2 separate regions of the Muntiacus reevesi genome follow, and region 1 is linked to region 2. A link is a contact called in public Hi-C data. All regions are on one chromosome and are shown on one strand. The core of a region is the stretch at or near the end of the contact, and the rest is flanking DNA. Distances in the headings are between cores, read along the strand shown.

Region 1 (5,849 bases), core at 2,832-5,331, 230 kb after region 2:
TCAGAATCTACTAAGTCTGCCTACTTTCACAAATTAACAATACAGATGAAGAGGTTGAAACAAACATGACTATCTCAGGTTCCCTTTCAAATGATTTTACATAAGAAGGAATGCACTTGTACCTTCAGAAGGAGGAACCAACTTCAAATTGACAGGATTTCAGGAAACTGTGATTGAAAATCACCTTTTTCTGACAGCTCCCAGAATGAGAATTCATTGTTAAGATCCTCTTCTCAAGAGCAGGAGCTCTTGTAAATTAATACTATCTTTCTCCTGCTCAAGCCCTGAACTTCCTCAAGCAGCACAATGTCACTTACACCTTCTTCATCTCCTTTCCTGTTGAACAATACAAGCCTCATGAATACCACCTAAGTATAAAATGAAAATTATAAGACAGAATCCCATCATCTTCTTAAAGGAAAGCACAAAAGGTAACAGCAACCTAGCAAAGTAAACTGATTTCCTGTTGGCTCAACAACTAACACTTACCAAGACCTTATAATAACATGAGCATGGTCTAAGGGGAAAAGGACACAAAATTAGAGGTATGGTCCCTGCCTTGAGATGCTCACTATAAAGTGAAAGAAGTACCTATTCAAATAATTCCTTATAAAGAAACAGACATTATTTCCCCAGGAGCTTTTTCACGTATGTCCTTCCTCCAAGCTACTGCCAAAATATAAAGCTCACCAGGCCTCTGTATTTCCAGCTGCCTACTAACATGTCCATGAGTATATCCCACAATTAACTTGATCTCAGTATACCAGACTATCTCCACTATACCTTTCTATAGCCACCCAGCCCTTTAAAAAAATCTGCTCTACTTTTTCTAATTCATATCCTGGTCAATGAAATTCCCATTTACCCAATTTCTCAAATTAGAAAGCTTAGCCCACTGTCTCCCCCTAAACAGTCACTAAGTCCTATTGCAGCTATCTCAGAAATACTTCCAAAATCCATTCCCCCTCCTCTTCATTCCCACTGCCACACTTGATTGAGACTCTCAGGCAATTGCAACAACTCTAGTTAGTCTCACTGCCTCATTTCCCCATTACTTTAATCTGCACTTCTGTCGCTCCCTAACATTAAAAAGTTCCAATGGCTCCCAGCTCTCTTTTCAGTCTCACCTCCAGGCAATTTCCCCACCACACATTCTGTTTCAGACAAATTTAGACATTATTTTTATTTATTTTATTTTAATTATTTTTAATATTTTAACTTAATATATTCAATACTTTAATATTTTAAATTTAAAATATTAAAAATAATTTAATACTTTAATTTAATATTTTAACTATTTTTAATTAATTGATTTATTTATTTATTTATGTCAGACATAAATCTGACATTTAAACGTCATGTTATTTTCTTTCCTGACTTCCACCATGTCTTTACTCATGCTGTTGTCTCCAACTTTTCCTTACCTGCTCAAATTCCTTATAAAGAAATAGACATTATTTTCCCAGGAGCTTTTTCATTTTCCAACACCCAACTCAAATACTTCCTCCCTGCAGATTGCCCTGACTCTCCAGGCAATGGTAGTATTTCCTTCACATCCAATAAATTCCTTTAAATGGATATGTAACACGCAGCACTACAACTTTCATGTGAATATGTCTCTTTGATGTTCTTGAAGAAAGACAGTCATCTTTCTTTTTTTTAAAGTAAGAAGTGGATTTATCTTGAGAAACACACTCCACAGACAGTGTGGGCCATCTCCGAAGGCAAGAGGCCTGATACTCATATATCTAACCCCAGATAAGTGCTCCATAAATGTGTGTTGAATAGAGTTCACCCTCATATATCCTGGATCAATTTATTATTTGGTTAGTTTCCCCAAATTTTATGGATTTCTGGACTTGGCTCTATATAAAAGTAACTTTCATAACACTGCTTTGAGTTTTCAAGAGGTTTTATTATTACTATTCAAATGTCTAACGAGTATATGAATTACAATGCCTAAGCATCCTATGAGAATACCTTAAAGGCTCCCCTGTTCACTAAGGAAAGATTAAGAGTACTCGTTCACAATCCTAACAAGAAGAATCATCCTTTCTTCTAGACTTATCTGATATCTGGAAAAGCCCTCACACAGGAGGTACGGTGCACACAAGACCAACTAAGGCACACCGAAAATAATCCCAATTAACTTGAGCTAAATTAACAGCAGACAAAAACCCTACTTGCCCTCCTTTACAAAGTCAGTGAGAGTACAGAATAGTAAAGAAACAGCTCTCACTACACGCAAAACTTTTCCTGGAGAGGAGGAACTGGGGCGGGTCAGATGATCCACATTTACTGGGCCCTGCCCAAGCCTCTACTTCTCCACGTCGAGAGGCAGCACTCCTCAGCCTCCCATAGTTCTCCTTCCCCAAGGAACCAGCTTTTATTTCCTGTTTCTTCCCTACACCTTACTGGAAACAGGTTCGTTTCCCCGGTTCACACCTAGTTAGCGAGAGAAAACATGGTAGCTTTGTGTGAAGGGTGGGCTGAAGCTCGACGGTCAGAGACTGTAAAGCAGGACAGGATGGAGCCCTTCCGGGACACCTGAACACTCGGGCACACAGGGCTTCCTCTAGCCCTTCTCCTGGGTCTTACTCCGCGCCCTCACCTCAGGGCCAGGATGGGGTGAAGGCCACTCGGATGGGGTGAACACCACTCGGGTGGGAACAACCTGGGAGAAAAGCTCTCAAGGTAGCCTGAGGAGTCCGGGTCAGCCTCGTGCCGGGTCAAAGGTCAGCGCCTCGGCTGCCAGGAAAGCCCACCAGGGACCCGAAGCGGCACTGAGAGTTAGAGGGACCGGCTGCCAGAGGAGCGCTCGGCTTCTCGCTTCGCTTCGCTCCGCTCCGCCGTTCGGGGCCCACCCTCCCCGCCGCACGCAGCCTCCGCCCGCCTCAGCAGCTGCCCTGCCTCCCTCCCTCTCCCCGCGTAGTCCCCCCGGCGAGCGCAGGCCCCGCCCCCAGGGCCGCTTCAGGGCCAAGGCCTAGTAAGGCAGGACCCGCAGAGGTTGGCCAGGTTCGGAAACCTGCCCGGGCCGGCAACGCTTACCGAGCCCCTGGCTCCTCCTCCACCACCCGCGCCGCTCCCGGGTCCGCTCGCTCCCGACGCCACCGATACCGCCGCTGCTCCGGACTCACGGACGCGCTCCCGACCTCCCCCGACCCTTCCCCCCAGCCCGTCGTGTCCCGCTGGGTCCTAAAGTCTGCCGCTGATAGGTTCGCCTGCGCCCGCTGCCTGAGGCTGGCTCGGACCACGATTCCCAGCAAGCATCACAAAGACTACGATTCCCGAAATGCACCGCGAGAAAGAAATTAGCAAAAGGAACCTGTATCAGGAGTCTACTGGATACAAGTTGAATTAGCAGTTTCTTTAAATATGGCAAATTCTGAAATAGGCAAGTTTGGGGAGGAAGGTGATGTTTAGGAAATGTCTATTAAATATCCAGGCAAAAGTATTTAGTAGACGTTTGGATATCTTCTATTGGAATTCTGCAGAGATATCTTGGCTGTAGATAAATATTTTGGAGCCATTGTCCTAGTGGTAATGGTTCACGCCACAAGAAGGAAAGAAATGGTCTAGGAAGAGGGTTAAAAAATAATAATAATGGGGGGTGGGGGCAGAGAGAAAAGGGCCCCAAACGGAACTTTAAACCAGCATTAAAAGGATGGTGGAGAAAGAGAAACCAATAACAAAGTTCTGGATATAGTACTATCTAAAAAGGAGGAAAATTAGAGGGGAAGAAAATGCTGTGGAAACTATAGGAGGGACTTTCAATAAGGAAGTTGTCAAATGTCTCAAAGAGAAAAGGAAACTAAAATACCTTGGAGACCTCAGGAAAATCTGCTTCTGATAAGTAGTGGTTTGAGAAATGAATGGAAGAAGAGAAAGTAGAGACAACAAATGCTAAATCTGCAAGAAACTTGATTGTGAAGGGAGAAGGAGTAATAGGGGTGACAGTTGGGGGAAATAAGAATGAAAGAGTGGCTTCCAAAACAGGACAAACTGGCGAGTGTTTGTATGTTGAGAGCTGCTATTGCTGCTAAGTCGCTTCAGTCGTTTCCGACTCTGTGCAACCCCATAGATGGCAGCCCACCAAGCTCCTCTGTACACAGGATTCTCTAGGCAAGAATACTGGAGTGGGTTGCCATTTCCTTCTCCATACTGAGAGCAAGAGGACAAAATGAGGCTGATGAAACAGATATGGATGCAATTCTCAGGGAAGTTGTGCAGAAAGGGAGGGAGGGGCAAGGCTCATGGACTGGAATTGGAGGACAGAAGAATACTACAGCATCTGAGAAGGCAATCTGGGGTGGAAAGAACTCTTGCATGTCAATTTGTAGGTGCTGAAGAGATTACACACAGACTCAGTACCATTAAAGTACGTTTTAATTTTGTTTTCTAGCACAATGTTAGTTTGGATGGGTTGTTGATAAAATGGTTTGGTGCAATGACCCTAGACCCAGATTGCATGTGGTTGAAATCCTACCTCTATCTCTACTGCTTAATAGGTGTGTGATCTTGGTCAATGTACCTTATCTCTCTGTGCTTCATTTCCCTCATTCCCCCCCCCCCCATTTCCCTCATCTTTAAAAGGGGGTGGGAGTCACAGTACTTGCTAAGAAAGTACTAGCTATTGTTTTTTCCACTAGATTGTCATTCCGGGAAGCTGAGGTTTTCTTTTTTGTTCAGGTTTGTCTCCCCAAAGCCAGGCACTTAGTAGGTGCTCAATAAAAAATTTCATTAATAAATTGGAATGAGAGAGCGTGGCTTGGAAGGAAGGGAAGCGTTAGGAGTTGGATACTGAAAGGGCTGGAATCTGGATTCTTTAGTCAGACTCTGGGCCACTCCCCGGCTTCCTGGGGCCTGAGGCAGCCAGCCTCTGAAAGCGTCCCCAGGGTTGGCGAGGCCGGAGGCTCTGAGACCATTGGGTGCTCTCGCGGCTCCTCCCACAGCTATGCCCCTGTAGCCGCCCCCAGCCCCTTGATGGGCGGTGTTATGCCGGCAGGGCGTAAAACAGACGCTGGTCTAGAGCTAGCCGTGAGGGGCGGGGCTGGGCGGGGCTGAGTCTTAACCCGGCCTTGGCTCGCCCAGTCGACCGGGGACGGAAGTCTCAACCCCATCCTCGACTTCCCGCGGGAACCCGGCACTGAGAGACGGGCCTTGCCCTAGGTGCGGCGGGCCTAGGCGTGCTCCGGCACGGACTGCACCATGAAGCGTGCGGGGACTCTGCGCTTGCTCTCAGATCTGAGCAACTTCAGCGGCGCGGCCCGGCTCCGGGAGTTGCTAGCCGGGGACCCAGCCGTCCGAGTTCGCTGCAGCCCAGACGGCCGCCACCTACTGTTGCTGCGACCTCCGGGATCACCAGCCCCGCAACTGCTGGTCGCGGTGCGTGGACCCGGCGCGGAGCTGGAAAGTGCCTGGCCGCCTGGCCAGCCCTCACCTCTAGACGCCTTCCTTCTGCCGTGGCCGGCGCGATCGGCGCTAGTCCTAGTGTGGGAGAGTGGCCTAGTAGAGGTGTGGGGCTCGGGGGTGGGGCCCGGCTGGCGGCTGCTGCAGAGCACCGAGCTGTGTCCTGGAGGTGGAGCCCGTGTGGTGGCCGTGGCGGCGCCCCGAGGCCGCCTGGTGTGGTGCGAGGAGCGGCAGGCCGGCGCTGAGAGCCAGGTCGGGCCTCCCGCAGTGGCTTTCAGCCACTGTGTGTGCGTCAGGACCCTCGAGCCCAGCGGGGAGGCCGGCACCAACCTGAGCAGCACACACATACTGCTGCACCACTGCCCTGCTTTCGGGCTGCTGACCTCCCGCAAGGACCTCTTCCTGGTGCCCACTGCCACCACCTGGCCTGGCTTGGGTCA
Region 2 (5,797 bases), core at 786-3,285:
GCAAACCAGGGGTCAGCATCGATGTCCAAACATGCTCCTCCTGTCCCCTCCCAGGCCCCTCCAACTCACCAAGGAGTGTTAGAGCCTGCGCCCCAGCTTCTTGGCAGGGAGGATAGGACATAACTCAGCTTCCTCCTCCTCACTCCCATCTTCTTCACTCTCTTCCTCAGAAAGATCATTGCTTATAGTAACTGGTACACAAGCAGTCAAGGGAGGAAGAGAAGTTAAAGCCACACCCCCTTCATACTACATGTCATTTATTCATGCCCTGTGGCTCTAGGCTTGCAGGGACTCTGACCTCCCAAAGCTTATGGCCTAGATGGGAAAAACCTCAGATACTAAACTAGATAACAAAGAGTCAAAGGGCTTCCCTGGTGGCTCAGTCAGTAAAGAGTCTGTCTGCAATGTGGGAGACCTGGGTTTGATCCCTGGGTCGGGAAGATCCCCTGCAGAAGGAAATGGCATCCCACTTCAGTATTCCTGCCTGAAGAGTTCCATGGACAGAGAAGCCTGGTGGGCTACAGTCCATGGGGTCACAAAGAGTCGGACACGACTGAGTGACTTTCACTTTCACTTTCAAAGGAGTCCACATCAGTGGAGCTGGATAAGCTGGGGTAGGTTCCGTGAAGAACAGCTGAAGTAGCAAAGTGGAGGATCTTTAAAGTGGAGTAGTAGAGTAGTAAAGTAGTAAAGTCCTCGGAGAAGGCAATGGCAACCCACTCCAGTACTCTTGCCTGGAGAATCCTAGGGACGGCGGAGCCTGGTGGGCTGCCGTCTAAGGGGTTGCACAGAGTCGGACACGACTGAAGCGACTTAGCAGCTGCAGCAGTAGCAGTAAAGTCCAGGGTCTGTATGGGAACTGCACTGGGAGATATGGCTGGGGTGGGGTAGGAGTCCAGATGGAGAGTCTACTGGAGGCAAAGGAGAAAATTCTCACCAATCTGGTGCCGCCCAGTGATGCGCACAGGGCCAGAACCTGACTTCAGGCGGAAGGTTACAGGTGGTTGGAGCTGGAAGTCATCCAAACTGAGCTGGGAGAAAGACAAGGATGAAGGCCTGGCCCATTCCTAGCCCATCCCACCTTGCGTGAAGTCCTGAAGTCCTCAATTCCTAACTCCCAGCCTCCCAAGGTATGGCCAGGGAACTCACCATCGGTTGGCAGGACAACTTGAGGTTGGCCACAGGGACTGCGATCTCCTGGTGGTCATGATTCCGTGCCACGACTTCTACCACATTACACTCATCTTTGGCCCCCTCGGTGAGGCAGAGCTGGGAAGGTATATAGGGCCTCGGAGTCTCCCCCAATAAGGGTGGACACCACAAGTGGAAGCATCTACCCTACAACCTGCCCAGCCTCCGAGGTCCCTGGATCGCCTGGCCAGGGGAGCCCCTACGTGGGGATTAAGCAGAGTAGATGACTCCCAATAGAGCGGGAAAGAATAGACACGCGAGTAGAGCCTGTTTAGGTCAACCAATTAACCTCCACTCCCCCTACCCCGCCCCTTACCATGGTCAAAGCCAGCACATGCTCCGCGTCATCCTCTTCCTCTACCTTGAAGGTGAAAGAGCGGGTGTGGCCTGAGAGCTCACAGCCTGGAAGAGGTTAACAGTGTGAATGTGCTTCAGTGTGCGGAGGGCATTTCACCAAATCCCGTTCACCTGCAGCCATGGACTAACCGGCCATTCACACGGCCACGTGTCAGGAACCTCTGGAGCGCTAGGCCCGGGCCCACCCCGAACAACTAGGGCAGGAGCCTGGCTCTCCCCTCCGGTTCAGGCTGCCGCGGGAGGCCCCCTCCGCCCCCACCCACGGCGTGCCCACGTCTGCATTCCCGTTCCTCAGCCCTGCTTCTAACCCAGCACCACCCTCAGCCTCTCCTTTCCTCAATACCGAAAAAGAAACTGTCCATAGTGACCGGGGCCGGGACTTGCAGACTGCCGACCCCCCCAGCTCGGACTCGGCTCTCCTGATCCAAAAACGTCAAGGCGGCCGCTGCGCCAGCTGCCATGCTGCTAGGGCCTTCTGCGGCTCCGCCTCCGACACGTACAAAGCCTGGGACTCGCGGCGGTTCCGGCCCCGCCTATTAAAGGAGACGCTGGCGAGGCACCCTGGGTCCAAGGCGTCATCGCCGTCTCCTTCAGTTCAGTTGTGTCCGGCTGTTCGCGACACCATGGACTGCAGCAAGCCAGGCTTCCCTGTCCATCAACTCCCGGAGCCTACTCAAACTCCTGTCCATTGCGTCGGTGATGCCATCCAACCATCTCCTTAAGCAGTCTCGCAGTATGTCGCGTCTGCTTTGCATATCTTTGCAGAGTGCCAAGCATTAGCTTGGCATTAACGTCCTTGCTCACTTCAACGACCAAGACTTTCTGAGGGAGGCTCCTGCCTCCATTTCCTCTAGTTCTGCACTCAGAGCCTCTAAGTGTTCCCCTCACCCACCCCAGGCTAAGCTTTCATTAAATACGTGAAAATGCAAGCCTTCCCAATTCTTCCAGCAAAGGCGAGATATAGTGCGTCGTTTTTCTTAAAAAAGCGAACACAGATTTGCTGTCCCTCCAAAGGAATGGAGCATGAGGCAAGACTTTGAGCTTGTTACTTAGTACCCAAACCACTCCATCCACTCCCGGATATGCAACGATCCTGCGGCTCACTATCCACACGGTTGTATACCTACACTTAACTCCAGATGCTGGCGCTTGCTAGCAGAGGAGTTAGCTAAAGCGTGGGGCTAATTGCTGCTCCTGTCAAGAGGCAGACTAGTCCAGCCTAACGTTGACTGACGTCTTAGACTCTGTCTCATAATTCGGGATCTGCCTTCAACTTTCACCTTTTGACCAAAGAATCAGGCAATTTTCCTTATTCTATTAGGTGGCATGAACTAACTCAAAACTAGTTGCCTTCATTTACCCCCAGGTTATAACTGTGTCAGGAAGGTGGCCTGGCCAAAACGAGTCTACTTGTATCTTTTGCCTTGCCTTGAGGAAAATATGGAAGGCAATCTTTTACTAGAGATAGAAGTAGGAGAAAACCGCCTTTAAGACCCAGTCCTTAAGTTGAAACAGCTTTGGAAAGGAGGAATACTTGCTTAGGAATGCAAGAGCAGGAAAAAAGGCAGGAGGCAAAAACAAGGAGGAGGTTTACACAGTACACAACCACACACATTCACTTCAAGTTTTATTTTGCCTCTTGTATGGTCTTCAGATAGTTTTACATACAGTTCATTTTCTACAGGAACTGAGCTGTGATCTAAACAATCAATGAAACATCATCCCAACCATAATAAATAGCCATAACCATAGAAGATAGACAGCACAGCATTTTACGATCTTAGAGGCCTGGACATCTGTTTCATAGTTAGCTCTGTGACCAGAATACCAGCCAAACTGATTATTAAAAACAAAGATAAAGCTGCAAGCAAACTTGCTGAAAATCCTGATTCCACTGGAGGATGACCATGGAATCCACCAGATAAAATGCTAGAAATGTCCACTAGTGTACAAAATGTACTTAAAAGAGAAAAACAAAGTGACATTAAGCCGATAGAGACCCTCCCTTCATCTCAGCCTTTGAAAATACAAACTTGGTTCCAGTTGTACAACATACCTTCCATATCCTGCTACCAGTTACTGGTTTCTAACCCTGAATGTAACCCTCCTTCATTCATGTCACCCATTCGCTGCACACTCACAGGCTTTGGTTGAAAGTCACTAGGTACAATCCCTTAGAAGACTTTTTTCAAAGCCTACACTGATGGAAATCTATGAAAGAAAATGTTTTAAATTTTCTTCTCCTTGACCCTCTTCCCTCTTAGCTCACTTAAACTGCTGATACAAAACTGCTGGGAAGCAAAGTAACAAAACATTGTTACAGAGAAGTCAGTAAGCCATGATAAAAAAAGAAAATGAATCCTGCAGAGCAAGATTCAATGCAAGAGCATTTGCTCAGAACCCTTAAAAACACCAAATCTAAATTAAAATACTTGAAGCTTTCAGAACCTGCAGTTAAAGGAAAGAGAAAAGGGAAACCGTAAGTCATTGGTTAAAGTGTACTCATTCTTTTAAAAATTAGATACAAACATGCAAGAACTAAAGACTGATTTAATAAAACCAGTAGTAATCTCTTGAAATTAAAGGACAACTGACCTGTGGGCAAATGGGATCAATCAGTCCCCAAACCCTACTTGCCAGATGTCAAAACTACCATTTCACATGCTGACCTGCATTGAGGTTAATTTCCAGAAATGACTGCACTTTGCAACAGATTGTGAGTCCTATGAAGTTAGGCTCTTATACCCAAAGTGGTCATGGCCTAGCCCTAGGTGGGAGGCACTTTGAAAATAATAAAACTTCTTTTAAAAACAAAACAAAACCAAAGACAAAAGTAAAGAAAATTCACTGTCCACTGATTTACATTATTCAAAGTGCCATTCTGAACCGCACCCTTTCATTTTCAAAAGGAAAATTACAAAAACACAGAGGATAGTCAGGTTACAGCTAGTTTATATACATTTTTTTTTTTTTACAAGTTTGTCACTTTTAGGCTTTTGCCACAAACAACTGCACATCTGTCCCTACAAATCACAACTTGCCTGAACCATTGGTCACTATGAGACAACCAGCCAAGGCTTTACAAAAAAGCAGAAAAACCGTCCAAACTGAAACCGTTTCCTCAGCTTAAACTATGCCATAACCATCCCACTTGGACTCTCCACCCTGAGGCCTCTGAACCCAAATCTTTTCCATCTTTGTCACGTCTCTAAAGCATGATATACATTTTCAGTCAATAAGCCAAGGAGGATGACAAATGATTCATTACTCTTAGGTGAGAAATGCAACCACACTGGATGCAGAAAACAGTGCTGACTACATTTATTGACGACCACCTCCCTATAAGACCATGTAAGAGGTCCTGGCACCGAACACAAAACCCAACAAGGAGGCCCAAATCTCTTTCCTACAGGATTCGCAGCAGTATTATCTTCTTCCAACCAGTGAGTAAGTATCTCTAAGTATGATGCGTGAGTTTTACACAGTTCTGTTTCCAATCTGAATTGGTTGATTCATTGCCACTCCAGAGGCTGAGCTGTATGAAGACCCCAACCACCACCCACCAGGTGAAGTTAAGACTTTCCGACAGTTCATAGTGCCAGCGAATGTCACAGGCTCCGACCAAGTATAACCACATCCTTTGGAAATCCTTCCATTTTTGCAATTTCAAAACAGCCCAACTTGCTGTAAAATTCCAAAATTCTTTTATCATCAGGTCTCACTTCACAGAAAGCCCCTCGGGACCCTAGGGAAAAAAACAAAACATTCACAATATAAATGTTACTGAATTAGTAGAATTATGAACTTGTGATTAATCTTTATATATTTCAAATAGATCACAGTAGGAGCTTATCTATACCAGTCCCTAAATCTCTCACAATTTTTAAAATTTATATAAAGTCAATGGATATTAATATTCATCAATATTGCAATGATAACTATCCTAAAGTTAATGGGTATGTTAACTGGCTTGAATATGGTGATTATTTCACAATGTATTTCAAGGCATCAAATTGTACACCTTAAATACAGACAATCCTTGTCAAATATACGTCAAAAAAATTTTTTTTTGAACAGCAAGTAAAAACTCTTCCCCAGAAAGAGTTTCTTTTAGCAAACAAGTTGTCCAAAAACCTCAGTGTCTACAGCCATACCACCCTGAACTTGCCCAATCCTGTCTTATCTCGGAAGCTAAGTAGGGTTGGGCCTGGCACCAGCCTTGGATGGAACAAAACTCAAGGCAAACAAT

Evidence for each region. Hi-C and Micro-C count contacts between places; a contact is called where the count stands out from the background.
Region 1: a Hi-C map of muscle shows a contact between it and region 2, with 2.9 times the contacts expected there. The contact joins the promoter of ARMH3 here to the promoter of NPM3 in region 2. A contact is called at or near these places in 2 of 3 Hi-C or Micro-C datasets (blood and muscle).

The regions. Positions count from the first base shown.
Region 1 is chr2:145,346,653-145,352,501 of mMunRee1.1, forward strand. ARMH3 (armadillo like helical domain containing 3) reads right to left here and starts at 4,082. Exons shown (of 26, transcript XM_065923189.1): 1 at 3,049-4,082. It overlaps HPS6 (HPS6 biogenesis of lysosomal organelles complex 2 subunit 3), which reads left to right and starts at 5,111. Exons shown (of 1, transcript XM_065920087.1): 1 at 5,111-5,849. The coding sequence starts at 5,209.
Region 2 is chr2:145,117,683-145,123,479 of mMunRee1.1, forward strand. NPM3 (nucleophosmin/nucleoplasmin 3) reads right to left here and starts at 2,036. Exons shown (of 6, transcript XM_065920086.1): 1 at 1,892-2,036; 2 at 1,508-1,593; 3 at 1,150-1,269; 4 at 938-1,031; 5 at 70-161. The coding sequence starts at 2,009. The coding sequence ends at 79. It overlaps OGA (O-GlcNAcase), which reads right to left. Exons shown (of 16, transcript XM_065923177.1): 16 at 3,163-5,293. The coding sequence ends at 5,157.